Regions from separate parts of the Cricetulus griseus genome. Here region 1 is linked to region 2. The links are chromatin contacts, called in public Hi-C maps. All regions are on one chromosome and are shown on one strand. The core of a region is the stretch at or near the end of the contact, and the rest is flanking DNA. Distances in the headings are between cores, read along the strand shown.

Region 1 (6,236 bases), core at 2,241-4,740, 53 kb after region 2:
TAGGAAGATGGATGCCAATTAACAAAAACTTCCCTGTCCTTATACTAAAATATATTTTAAAAGCTTGCTCGTTTATTAATTTGTTTACTTATGTATTGTGTGTTCACATGCAGACATACGGAAGTCAGAGGCCAATTTGTAGTTGATTCTCTGCCCCACCAAGTGTCCTGGAGATCCAGCTTAGAGGTCTTCTACTTTGGTGGTCCCTTTACCCACCACACTGCCATCTTACCAGCCCAGAGACCAAAATCTACAGGGAAGATTAGGGCTGTAGCTCAGTGGTAACACATGCACATACGCGCAGAGTAAACAAGTGTAATTTAAAAACCAAAATATCAAAAAAGTTGCTAGCAAACTCCTGAATGCCAGCTGCTCCCGTCAGACGGTTCCTGCCCTAAGTATCACAGGCAAAGTGTGCTAGAAAGGCCTGAGCTTCCTAGATGTGTGAAAACCACAAGCTCTGTTTTTCCTCTTTGTTTTTTGAAGTTTCTAATTTAGGAGCACACCATGTACCTTGAACCCAAAGTGGTTTTACAACATTTGATTGAACCTAGGACAAGTGGGAGGAGAGGGGGACTGACAGACCTTTTACAGGAAACAGGAAGTAGCGGCTTCCCCCACCCTGTCCTGCAATCTCTTAGAGCTCAACTAGCAATTCTGTACAATGTAGGAAGCCTTAAAATCTGGGTGGAGGAACTTCTCAACAGGAAAGAACTTCAAAATCCCAGGGCTGCTTGGCCTGCTGGGATTCACCTTTGAGCCCAGCACTCATATAGGCAGGAAGATTTGGGTGAGCATGGTCTACATGACCTGTGTTACAGGTCAGTCAGGGCTGCACAGTGATAACCTGTCTCAAAAAATTAGGAATAAAATAAAATCCCAAGGCCCTCTCTGCCAACATGGAGAAGCTGTTACCACCAGGTGGCAAAGCCACAGGCCCAAACCCTGCCACACCCTGTGCTTGCACTGTGTTAGTGGTGAGACTCACAAAGCCAAGGTCTGGAATCCAGGGGATTGTCAGAAGGAATGTGCTGCATGCTGTGCGCCCTCGAGGGCTCAGGGCTGGAATCCTAGCTCAACAGTCCCATTGTAACAGCTGACTAACAATGTCAGCTGGAGAATATTTTGATATCTTCAATCTCTGTCCCCTGTAAAGGAAGACACTGCACAAAAGGCAAAGCGCCGGCAGAGCCCTCAGGAATGGCACACCAAGGCTGCCAAGTACTGGCCTGGGCTCCCCACATTCTCCTCATAGTGAGATAAAGTGGCTCCCAAAAGAGGCTTCCATGTCCACCCCAGAGGGCACCACCAGAAGTGATTCCAGGGACACCTCCAGCTGTGAATGGCTAACAAAGCCAGGGCTTTTTCTCTCTGAATGCAAAAAGCAGGCCTCAATCAAAGAAGGCCCTTAAGCCATAAAGTCCTTCACAACAGGGCCAAATGTCACACTAGTAAGAGGGTGTGATTTATAAACTGACAAGAGCCGCCCACAATGCTCCTTTTGTGCCCTCCATTTGTTGACAATGTCTCTTCCCCCACCAAACTCAGGCAGCCATGCAGAGAAAGCCGGACTGGGCCTCAAAAAGAAAGGACCCCAGGTTTGGCCCAAACTCCAATGTTCACTCTGCATAATTCCAGTCCTGTGAATAGACCCTAAAATTAGAGCTAATAATTCCTCTGCATCAGGCCCACAGCTAAAGCCGTCCCAACACAGACACAGAAGTACGGGAAAGGAAAGGAAAATGCACAGCTCTGCCTCGCTGGAGGCCCCAGGCCCACTGCAACTTTAACTGGACACTCCAGCAAATAAGTGAAACAAGCTTGCTGTGTCTGGCTGTCATGGTGCTACACCAGAACAGTACCCGAAGCAACGGGAACAGACTGCCACAATTGTAAAGGATTTCTAATTTTCTTAAGAAAAATCTCATTTGGAAAATAAACCCATTTTCTTCTGATGGAAGAACAGCAGCTGCTATACTGTTAGCTGGGCAGAGTCGATGCCGACAAGGCTCCCCTCACACACACTTACGAAGGCCCCGCCCGCCCCTCCTGAGGCCCCAGGGTTTCTGACCCAGGCTCTTGGCATCACCTTTTTGACCATGGTTGTCTCAGATGAATCCAGCTTTGCTCTCTTGGTGTCAGGTCCATCTTCTACTACTTGACTAACTTTGGCAACTTTGGTTTTCTCTCTAGAGTGACAAGAGAAGGAAATCAAGTTTGAGCCACGAGTCACATGACTGGAACATGAATTTCAAGAAATGCTATCAGCTAACAGGTTATGTATGTGGAAAAGCAAAAAAGCAGAGTTCGAGGCCAGCCTGGTCAACACAGTGAGTTCCAGGACAACCAGGGCCACACAGAGAAACCCTGTCAGGAAAAAACAAACCGCAAGACAACTTTGGGGTCAGTGGGTTCTTCGACCACTGAAGACATGGTGAGCAAGTTAACCATTCTGAGAATAGGTATCCCTGGTGTGATTAAGGGAATAGGAAGGTGTAAACAAACTTCTCAGCATAAACAAACATCCAGAGCCCTGGTTTTGCAAACATTCTTGAGGAACTGTGACCTAAAGAACCAAACCTGGGCCAGGGGGTGGTGGCACAAGCCTTTAGTCCCAGCAGTTAGGACTCAGTCTGTGAGTTCCAGACCAGCCTGGTCTACAAGAGCTAGTTCCAGGACAGCCTCCAAAGCCACAAAGAAACCCTGTCTCGAAAAACAAAAAAGAACCAAACCTGGCCAAGCATGGTAATGCACATCTTTAACCCCAGCACCTGAGAAGCAGAGGCAGGTGGAGCCCTGTGATTTTGAGGCCAGCCTGGGAGTTCCAGGACAGTCAGGGCTGTTACACACAGAATCCTTATCTCAAAATAAAACAACAACAAAAAATAAATAAAATAAAATGCTTAACCTAATTCCTCCTTCTGCTGTGGGAATCTCAAGCTAGAATAGCCCAGCCTGCTTTTGTTATAATGGCTCAATGTATAACACTCCTAGAACCAGATCTTTCTAAAGTTTCTGCATGACTAGGAGAGGAGAGGTAATGGTAAAAACATCTTTCTTTCTGAGACAGGTTTTTTTCTGTGTAGTCCTGGAACTCACTCTGTAGACCAGGCTGGCCTTGAACTCCAATCCACCTGCCTCTGCTTCTCGAGTACGCCACCACCATATGGTTCAAAGTTTCACTTTACAGACAAGAAACTTGTGGGCCAGAGACATGCCAATGCCTTGCTAAAGAGACTAAACAATGAGAGACTGTCCCATCGGGCCTCGGTCACTCATTTGCAAGGTAGACTTCAGATGGAGAGACGTGGGGGAGAATATGGTAGCCAAATAACCAGCTTATATACTTGTATAATCTCTATTGTCTGCCATCTTTCACTTAGAGACTCTAAAGAAAAACTACTGCAGGTCTTGTTCTGTGAGAATCATTAAGCTCTGCGGTCTCATGTTCAAAATGAGGGGGGTAAGGTCTGTGCTCCACCACAGTAGACTCTGGACCTTGGAGCTTTTCCAAGGCAAACTGAATGCGCCCAAAGACTACCCACTTAACCAGCAGGAACTCTCTCCACCATCTCTCAACATGAAAGCACCCACTAGGGATCAAGTGTTTAAAACCCAAGCTCGCCTTCCAAGGACAGCACCCGTGAGTTCCCGTCCTGAAGTTCAGGAGTCTGGGATACCCATACAATGCACCTTGTCCACAACTCTTCCTTCCTGCTTTCTGCTTCAGATGACATCATCGTTTTTGAAGGATGGGGTCCACATATCTCCTAAAATTCTGAACCCACGGAAAGGAATGGTAGTCTTTGATCCTAGCACCCAGGAGGCAGAGTTAGGTGGATTTCGGAGTTGGAAGCCGGCCTGGTCTACAGAGCTAGTTCTAAGAATGCCAGACAGAAACCCCGTCTTAAAAACAACAACAACAAAAATGTGAACCCACAAAGCACGCTACTCAGGAATCGGTTAATCGCTTGTTTCAGAATGTTGTATTATAGCAAAGCAAGCTACTTCATTAGGGCAGGTCATTTCCTACCACAAACACTATTCTAACTGTGGAAACGTCCCCTACTGCCCTCTCCTCCCAGCACTTACTCTACAAACTCATGCTCTCCAAGATTTGCAAAGGTGTACCCATGGTACCCAAAGACATCTCCTGTGAAAAACTTGATGCTGTTTCTGTGACAGAACTGGTCGACTTTAACAATGACATCCCTGGAGCAGCAAGTCAGGCACACCTGCAGAGAGAGACAGGAACTGGCTGGTAAGAGCTGAAAACTGTGAATCATTGCCCTGCTGTCTACATAAATCTTAAATTAAGTGTCTCTCCAGCAGGCTTCAGACCAGTTTCAACAGGTACAACAGGTTCTTTGGGTGCTATGATTAAAAGACCAGAGAGAAGTTGAAGGTTTCAGGGTGCTGAAAATGTAAATGATATGGCGGCCACTTCTGACAACCTTAGTTATTAGGATTTAGCTGGAAAGTAAACCACTCAAGGATCTGTTCCCTTAATCCAAGAACATACAGACTATACCTCACACTTCTCAGGAAGACAGCAATATCAAGGTAATCTAAACTATTATCTAATTTGTTAAAATCAAGCTTTTTCTGGTGGCAAGTAAAAACAGTTTTTTTGTTTTTGTTTTTAACTGACCCAAAGGTCATGTTTGAGGAAAACCTCCCCAACACACACACATACACACACAAACTTTTTTACTTTTTGTTTGTTTGTTTTTCAAAATAAGGTTTCTCTTTGTAATAGTCCTAGCTGTCCTGGAACTCACTGTTGTATGTAGACCAGGCATGCCTCTATCTCCCAAGCACTAGATGTTTTTGTTTTTGTTTTTTTAATGTGTGTGACCAAGTGTGGTAGCACACAACTATAATCCTAGCACTCAAGAGGCAGGGCAGAGGCAGGTGGATCTCTAAAGAATTCAAGGCCAGCCTGGTCTACAGTGTGAGTTCCAGGACAGCTAGGGATCTGTAGAGAGATTCCGTCTTAAAAACAAACAGGAAAAAAAGTCACACGCACTGACATAGAATTTAGCCTTTTCTTCCTCCTCAGCATTGAGAGTAGATGAGGCTGGGTTTGCCTCATGTGGCTTGTCATTGTAGTTATTCTGTCCAGTCCATGGCCACAGTGGCACAGACACATCAACATTACACAGATGTTGGGTTTTGGTGATCTTTAGCATTTTTAAGACAAAGGCAGCCAGTCGGGCATTGGGGTCGCACACCTTTAATCCCAGCACTCGGGAAGCAGAGGCAGGCGGATCTCTGTGAGTTCAAGGCCAGCCTGGTCTCTAGAGCGAGTGCCAGGACAGCCTCCAAAGCTACACAGAGAAACCCTGTCTCGAAAAAACGAAGAAAAAAAAAAAAGAGAGACAAAGGCAGCCATGCATGGTGGTGCATGCCTTTAATATCATTATTTGGGAGACAGAGGCAGGTGGATCTAAGAATTCGGGGCCAGCCTGGTCTGCAGAGGGAGCTGTAGGACAGCCAGGGTTGCATAGAGAAAGTCTGCTCAAATCCTCACCCCGCTCCGCTCCATTCTTGTGTAGCTCAGGCTGGCCTCCTCAAACTCAGTTTTGCTCTCCTATTCTTCCTGCCTCCATGTTGAGATTATAAGCATGTGCTACCAAGCTTGGCTAGGTATGCTCTAATTTCTTAGCACAAAACACAAGCTGCAGCTTGATATTTCTAACAAATAAGTGCAGCTGGCAACAAAATTAATCAGGAGAACACATGAACAAAGATTCTGAAGGAAGATAAAAATACTAATGCTAAAACTTAGTCTGAGGGAACATAAGCCCAGACAGAGAAGCAGCCAGTAGACAGCAGGCACCTCACAAACAGCCACAATAGGCCCAACAGACTGGACCCACACAGGAACATATTTAATGTGTCAAGCCCAAAGAACAGAAGTTTACAAATGTACATGAGAGGAACGCTCAGAGTGTGTGATTTGAAAGCTCTAGCATACATACAGTTAATCTTGCTATGTAGTCCTGGCTGGCTTCAAGCTTGGAGCAGTCCTCCTTGCCTCTGCCCCCAAGCACTGGGGTCACAGTGTGAGCCCACACTGAGCTCTCCCACCAGACTTAGCACTAAGAGACTCACCGCATCAAACTGAGTGAAGAATGCCTCAGGTTTCTTCTCTATGTCCTCAGTGTCCACCTTTACATCCACCATGGGGTTCAGATTCTGGGCTCGTTCCAGAGAGGCCTCAGCCCTATTTT
Region 2 (7,111 bases), core at 3,025-5,524:
ACCACCCACCTCTGAGCAGCCATCTTGATGGCCCCAGCTGAGTTTTATCTCCAGCTTTCCTTTCACTTTTTTGTTTGTTTGGTTTTGGTTTTTCCAGACAGGGCTTCTCTGTGTAGCTTTAGAACCTATCCTGGCACTCGCTCTGTATAGACCAGGCTGGCCTCCAACTCACAGAGAGCTACCTGCCTCTGCCTCCCGAGTGCTGGGACTAAAGGCCTGCGACACCAATGCCTGGCTTCAATTTTTTAATTGTATTATAATTATTATTTTTGATTTGTTTGTTTTTTAAGACAGGGTTTCTCTGTGGCTTTGGAGCCTGTCGTAGATCTCGAGCTATAGACCAGGCTGGCCTCGAACTCACAGAGATCCACCTGCCTCTGTGTCCTGAGTGCTGGGATTAAAAACATGCGGCATTTACTGCCTGGCACTATCCTTTAATGATAGCTCTACTATCTGGTTTGGGGTGACAGGACGGTTGACTTTGGAGGGCCAATGAGAGGCGCTGAGGCCTCATCTCCACATCAACTCTACCCAGTCAGATTCCCATTCCTTCCAAACTTAATTCCAGCCAGTCTGGTCTGCCGCTGGGTCTTATATTGGTTACTGGATAGTGACAGAAGGGCCCAGGGCAAAAAACAGACAAAGGCAAGAGCCTGCCTGTCCCCTTCACAGCTACTTCACTGTGAGGCCCAGAGCAAACGCTGTTCTTAATTAGCCCTACTAATGACGACAGCAAATACTGATTAGGCCTTCTTGTCAGACCTGCATTTAATGACTTCCTAGAAACAGCTCATTTGATAAGTAGAAAGCTGGGCTGCGCTGGCGCCTCTAAACATGACCTACCGTTAGAAATATACCTTCACAGCTGACACATGGTGGAACATGTCCTTAATCCCAGCACTCTGGAAGCAGAGGCAGGTGGATCTCTGAGTTCCAGGCCAGCCTGGTCTACAGAGTGAGTTCCAGGGCAGTCGGGGCTACACAGAGAAACCCTGTCTCAAAAACACAAAAGAAAGAAAGAAGCCAGGCAGTAGTGGCCCATGCCCTTAATCATGGCACTCAGGAGGCAGAGGCAGGCAGATGTCTAAGTTTGAGGCCAGCCTGACAAGCTCCAAAGCTACAGAGAAACCCTGTCTTGAAAAACAAACAGGAAAGAAGAGAGAGAGAGAGAGAGAGAGAGAGAGAGAGAGAGAGAGAAGAAAGAAAGGAAGGAAGGAAAGAAAGATAGAAAGAAAGAAAGAAAGAAAGAGAAAGAAAAGATCTTTGCATCTACTGGCATTCACTATGGTTTCCTGGTTTGTGGTGGGGGGGGTCTCATATATCCTAGGCACAACTCAAATTTCCTATGTAGCTGTTAATGGCCATATCCTCCTGACTATGTCTTGTAAGGGCTGAAATTAAAGGTGTACACACCGCCACATCTGTGTGCTTTTATGCTATGCTGAGGACGGAACCTAGGGTTTTATTTTCGTTATTCAAGCACTCCACCAGCTGAGCCGTATCCTCAGCCACATACATTTGGGGCTTTTTGTTTAATTTGTTCAGTCATTAATTTATTAATTAATTTAAATTAATTAGATTAGTTAATTAACTTAGTTATTTTGTATATGTGTGGTGCTGGGGATAGACCCCAGGGCCTTGTGTCTGCTAGGCAAGTATTGTCTTTGTTTTTGAAACATCGTCTCCCCTTGCAGGCCTAGGACTCTCTAGCCTCCCTCCTCTGCAGCCCCCAGGGCTGGGATAACAGGCTCAGGGCACCACACCCAGCAAAATGTATACTCCAACTCATCAAACCTTTTGTCCCCAAAAGAGAGCCTTTTATTGCCTGTAAATGTTTATCAATGAGTTGCTCTATAAATTGGTGAGGTGTGTGTGTGGGGGGAGGGGGTACTGGATGGGGTTGTAAAGTGATAAAGAATTGGAGTGACGTCTCCCCAGCCCATCCCTCATACTCCGTACCAGGCACTAGTCCACAGTACCAAAACAAAAAACCCTGAGAGAAAGAAAGGACCCAGCAGGAAGCAGTGGGGGTTCTAGAAGCCAATTACAGTCTCAGATATTTGAAATAGGAAGGTCTTCCTGAGATTCTGACCCTTGTTTTGCTGGATCTAAGTTCCTGGTGCTGGGGCAGGTCATAGTTGAGAATCTGGCCTTTCTGTCTCTCTGCCTGTCTCTCTTCTTTCCTTCTTTATGCTTTTGGTTTGCTGTTATTATTTTGAGACAGGAATATATATATATATATATATCTGTCTGGCCTAGATGTTGCAGGCTTCAAATTCACAGAGATGCTCCTGCCTCAGCCTCTAGCATTAGGATTAAAGGTGTGCATCACCATACCTAGCTATTTTTATTTATTTTATTTGATATGTTTTGATCAAATCCTTCTCCCACCCCCCAATTGTTTCTCTTTGTCTTAGAAAAACAAAATCAAACCCAACAAACAAAAAACAAAACAAACAAACAAACAAAACAATAAGACAAAAAGAAAAAAATAAAGCCACAAAACTAAACTAAATAAAAAAGCACACACAAAAAGGCCATGGAGCCTGTTTGGTGTTGGCCAACTACTCCTGGCCTAAGGTCTGCCCGGTGACACTCCTCTGAAGACAACTGACTTTCCCTCTTCCAGCAGGTATCAATTGCAGATAGTTTCTTGGCTAGAAGTGGGACTTTGTGTGGACTTCCCCTTCTCGGTGTTGTGAACCTGTGTGGGTGGGGTGTCACACAGTCCTGCTGTGTCTGGGAGACACTGTCTTTGGAGTCATCGGCCACGTCTGCATCTTAGAATCTTTCCACAACCTCTTGGGTTTTTTGTTTTTGCTTTTTGTTTTATTCTGAGTAAGGGGTGCTTTGTGTAACAGTCCTGGAACTCCATTTGTAGACCACACTGACCTTGAACTCAGAGATCTGTCTGCCTCTGCCTCCCAAGTGCTGGGATCACCGGGATTAAAGCCGTTCACCACCAAGGCCTGGCAAAGTAACCAACGAGCCATCTCTCCAGCACCTGCTTTACTTTTGGAAAAAGACCTGTGCTCAAGGCTGGCCCGGAACTCGCTATCTGTCTCGGGCTGGCTCCAACCTGGCAGCCATCCCCCTGCTTCAGCCTCCAGAAGTTCTGGGAAGACAGGTGTCATTGTCCATGTTCACAAGTGTCTTTTCTGACATTCTTTCTTGGTCATCCCAGGACTGGGCACAGGTGAGTCATATACTTGGGGAGGTGACTGGGTTTGGGTGAGACCCGGAAGAGCCTGTCAGGTGCCAGAGACACCGATTGACGAGGCTCCGGAGGAGGAAAGGTCATTCTGTTTTATTAGGGGAGGGAAATGACAGCTAGAGACCGAAAAGGAAAAGGGAACAGAAACAGCAGACAGGATGAAATAGGGTGCAGGGGGCTGCCCGGGCATGTCAGTGCCAGGAGCTCTCAGGGTTGCCGCCGCCTCCCCACGGGTCCGGTGCCAGATTGATGGGCCGCCTGGCCAGGTGTGCACGTTCACCAGTGTATCCCACCATCGGGGCCACTTAGCAGGAACCTGTCACTGGAGTGACTTTGTGAAGCACAGGTCAGGCGGTCAGTTTCTTCTGTGTCGGATTTGGTCTGTTTTGGAGGGTCACTTAACAATCCAGCTAGAGCAATCTCATGGGTGTGCTTTAGGGGTGTCAGTCTCGGGGTGTCGTTTGGATGGGGGGGGAGAGGGTGTCCTGCGGGACCTGGCTGGAAGCTGTTCTGAGGAGTGGTGTGAATGCTGTAAGCACCTGGGGACAGGGCTTGTGAGTCTGAGCCCTGCTTTGAGCACTGTTTGTGCAACTATGTGTGGGACGGTCCCTCTCCATGCCTGTCCCTGGGAGCCCCGTCAGGGGATCTGGGGGTGTGAGTTTGTGCCTCTGTACCTGTGGCATGGTATGTGGCATGGCATGTGACTCCCTGTCCCAGTGGCTCGGTGCACCCCGGTGCGCCAGCGGGTCGGTCTGAGAGTTCACTCCTCGGGTGTGAGTTGTGGGTGTGGGTCCCAGTCAGTGTGTCAGTGTGTCAAACGTGTTATGTCTGGCCACCCCGGGGTCGAGGCTGTCCCCACGGTGCTCCGCCTGCCCTGGCCAGGGCCCCGCCCCGCCCACTCGGCTGCAGGGAAACCCCCAGCGCGCGCGGGGAGGTAGGGGGGCGCGGCGGCCGCCTGCAAGCCCCGACTTGTCCCCGGCCGCGGGCGGGGCCCTGGCGTCACGCGCGGGGCGGGGCGTGGGAGCCAGCGAGAGGCGGGGCGGGGCGGGGCTGCCGCCGAGCGAGCAAGACAGCGAGCGAGCGAGGCGAGCCGGGCGGCCTGAGACGCGGCGCGCTTAGCCACATGCGAGCGGGGCACCCGGGAGGAGACGACGGGGACACCGGAGAGTAGGCATCCGCGGCGATCCGGCCGCAGACGGAGGACGCGCCAGACTCAGCCACAGCAGCAGCAGCCGCAGCAACAGCAGCAGCCACTGCAGTTAGAGCAGCAGCAGCAGCAGCAGCAGCAGCCAGGAGCAAAGCCACTCGGCGGGCTCGCCCTCCTGGAGGCAGCGGCCCGCCACCCCATCGCCGCCCTCCTCCGGCGTGTTCATGCCCCCGGGGTGAGTGCGCACCCCGATTCCCCCGATGCTGCTCACTAAGAGCGCCTAGGCCCGGGGGGGCTCCCTGGAGGAGGTGACGGGATGCCCCCCCCCCGGGGGTGGGCGCGCGGGGCGGGGTGGGGGGGGCAGAGAGAGCGGTGTCCTTGCATCCCCGCTGCCTTGTGCCCCAGCTTTGGTCCCTGGGACCCAGACTGGGCCGGCCCGGCCGGAAGGAAGCACCTGGGACTCGGGGCGCCGGGTCTGGGCGCACAGGTGCCACAGCGGTCTGGCGGGTTTGTTTACAAACAATGGGGTTCAGGCTCGCCCGCGCCCCCTGGTGGCCAGTGCGGCCGGGGAGGAGCTCGGGTGGCCCCGGCTGGGCTCGCTCGGGTCCGTCCGTTCCCCTCCACTAACGGGAGGGTCGGTGTGGTGGGGGGTGGCACCGAGGATCGGCCACACCCAGGGCGCGCGCCCGCCCGCCCGCCCGCCGGGGGCGGCGACAGGGGGCGGTGGAGGCTGCGGCTCCCGCGGGCGGGGGCTGCGCCCCAGCAACAGCCGGTTATTGGCCCCGCGCGCTCCGAGCGGGCGGGGCGGTCGCACGTGGCGGCGTGGGGACGGGCGGAGGGGGTGCGCTGTGACAGCAGAGGGGCGGCGGGGACCGCGCGCGTGCGGAGCTGTGTGGATCTGCAGGGGTCTCGCCTGGGTGTGCTTGCGCTCGCCTCTGGCTCACGAGTCGGTGTCCCCCCTACACCGAGATGTTGGCGTTTGTCACCCGGAGGGGTGTCTGCGTGAGTCCTCCCGGCCCCGCGTGTCTGGCAGGGTGGGGGGGGGCGCACCTTTCCGTGTACGGGGGTGGGTGGCCACCCGACACTGTCACACCAGAGTTGGGTGCCTGTGCTCTTGAGGGGTGACTAGGGCCGGGGGGGTGGGGGTGTGTGGATCTGTCGCCTGCCCTGGTGGCTTTGGTGGTGGTGCGGGCGATGGAGGGTGGGGGGCGAGCGACACTTGAGCTGTGTTTGTGTGTCGTTTGAGTGAGCTGTGTTGGTGTGCAGGGGTCTCGCCCGAGTGTGCATTGCGTGTGTGTGTGGTGTGTGTGTTCGCGCGCGCGCGCTGTCTCTGGGTGTCTCCGAGACATTCATCTGCTGCACCCAGCATTTGGGATGGGGTGCCACCCAGTGCCTGATCGCTCCCTGGGTGACTTGTGACTGGCAAGGGGACCCAAGGCTCTATCTCCACGCTGAGGATGGAGTGCTAGGGGGGAAGATCTAGGCGGTGCAGCGGCAGCCTGTCTGCACGCCGTGTGTGTGTGTGTGTGTGTGTGTGTGTGTGTGTGTGTGTGTGTGTGTTGGGTCTGAGGGGCTTGTCACTGTGATCCCTGGCTCGTATGTGTCATGTGGCTCTCTCTCTCTCTCTCCCCCTCTCTGTAGTGTTTATACCAGTCACGTGAGGCCAGTGTTTTCTGTCTCTGCTTTAGGTGTGTGTGCTCTGTGTGTGTGTGTGTGTGTGTGTGTGTGTGTGTGTGTGTGTGTGTGTGTGTGCTTGCGTGTTCTGGGGCTGACAGCTGGCTGTGGTGTTTTGGGGCTGGGAGAAGAGGCTGGACCGATCGCTTCTCCCAGCAGTGTCTGGTGCCTCCCCGCCTTGCTCTTGCGTTGCTGCCCCGCATGCGAGGGGATGATGCATCCGGTTGTGATGACATGTGTCTGTGTGTAGCCGTTGTATCCTGGGAGCTCAGAGTTGGAGGGGGGTGTTGCACATTCAGGTGTGTTTTGGAATTGTGTGTGTGTGCGCGCGCGTGCGCGCGCGCTAAGGTGTAGTAGGGGTGTCTTGTATCTTGGGATGTCTGTGTGTGTATGCAGGAGAAACACGTTGAAGACTTGTGTCTGTTGTGTTTCTGTGTGACGGCTGGCTGCATTGTGGATGGGTGAGCGCGGGCATGTCAGCACTGGGTCAGTGTGAGACTGAAGCATGGGTGTCTGGGGCGGGAGGAGGAGGAGGTCTCTGGATGGCTGTGTGTGAATGTCTAAGTGTGTCCCCTTGTGCTTCTGAGTGGACCACCTCACTGGTCTGGTGGGGTGGAGGTCAAGTTGGGCAGTTCTGTGAGTTCTTTGGCGTCTGAGTCGTGTTCCCATCACACACACACACACACACACACACACACACACACACACACACACACACACACACGGGTCCTGAGACAGCCCAGTGTGTCCTGGGAGCCCCAGCACCCCTGCTGCGCTCCTCTGTGCTGGGAAAGTTCTCCCTGGCCCAAGCCCTGAGTCCTAGGCAGTTTGCCTGGAAGGCTCGCCACGAGCCCCAGAAGCAGTCTGTGCCCCCCCCCACCCCACGCGCCCATCCCCAGGTGTCCCGGCCCAGGCTGCCCTCTGGGGTCACCCCCCGTCGTGGGCGTGAGTGACCTCCAGGCGGGGTGTCTGCAGGGTGGGGTCCCGCAGCCCCCCTGCAGTCGCCCCGCTGACCTCCCCGCTATGTCCCCGCAGGCTCCAGGGAGCGCCATGGCCCGCGCACGCCAGGAGGGCAG

What was found. A called contact is a pair of places that touch in the nucleus more often than the background predicts.
Region 1: a Hi-C map of liver shows a contact between it and region 2, with 2.1 times the contacts expected there. The contact joins the enhancer-like site here to the promoter of Bbc3 in region 2. A contact is called at or near these places in 3 of 8 Hi-C or Micro-C datasets (the CHL-YN cell line, fibroblasts and liver).

Annotation. Positions count from the first base shown.
Region 1 is chr9:11,040,036-11,046,271 of CriGri-PICRH-1.0, forward strand. It overlaps Sae1 (SUMO-activating enzyme subunit 1), which reads right to left. Exons shown (of 10, transcript XM_027431040.2): 4 at 6,118-6,236; 5 at 4,093-4,235; 6 at 2,090-2,189. Among named protein-coding and RNA genes, the nearest start is that of Sae1, 16 kb to the right of the region's middle. Within about 2 kb of position 3,491, at least 1 of the 6 cell types and tissues checked has open chromatin away from gene starts, as enhancers often do.
Region 2 is chr9:10,986,061-10,993,171 of CriGri-PICRH-1.0, forward strand. It overlaps Bbc3 (bcl-2-binding component 3), which reads left to right and starts at 4,275. Exons shown (of 4, transcript XM_027431042.2): 1 at 4,275-4,596; 2 at 7,071-7,111. The coding sequence starts at 7,086.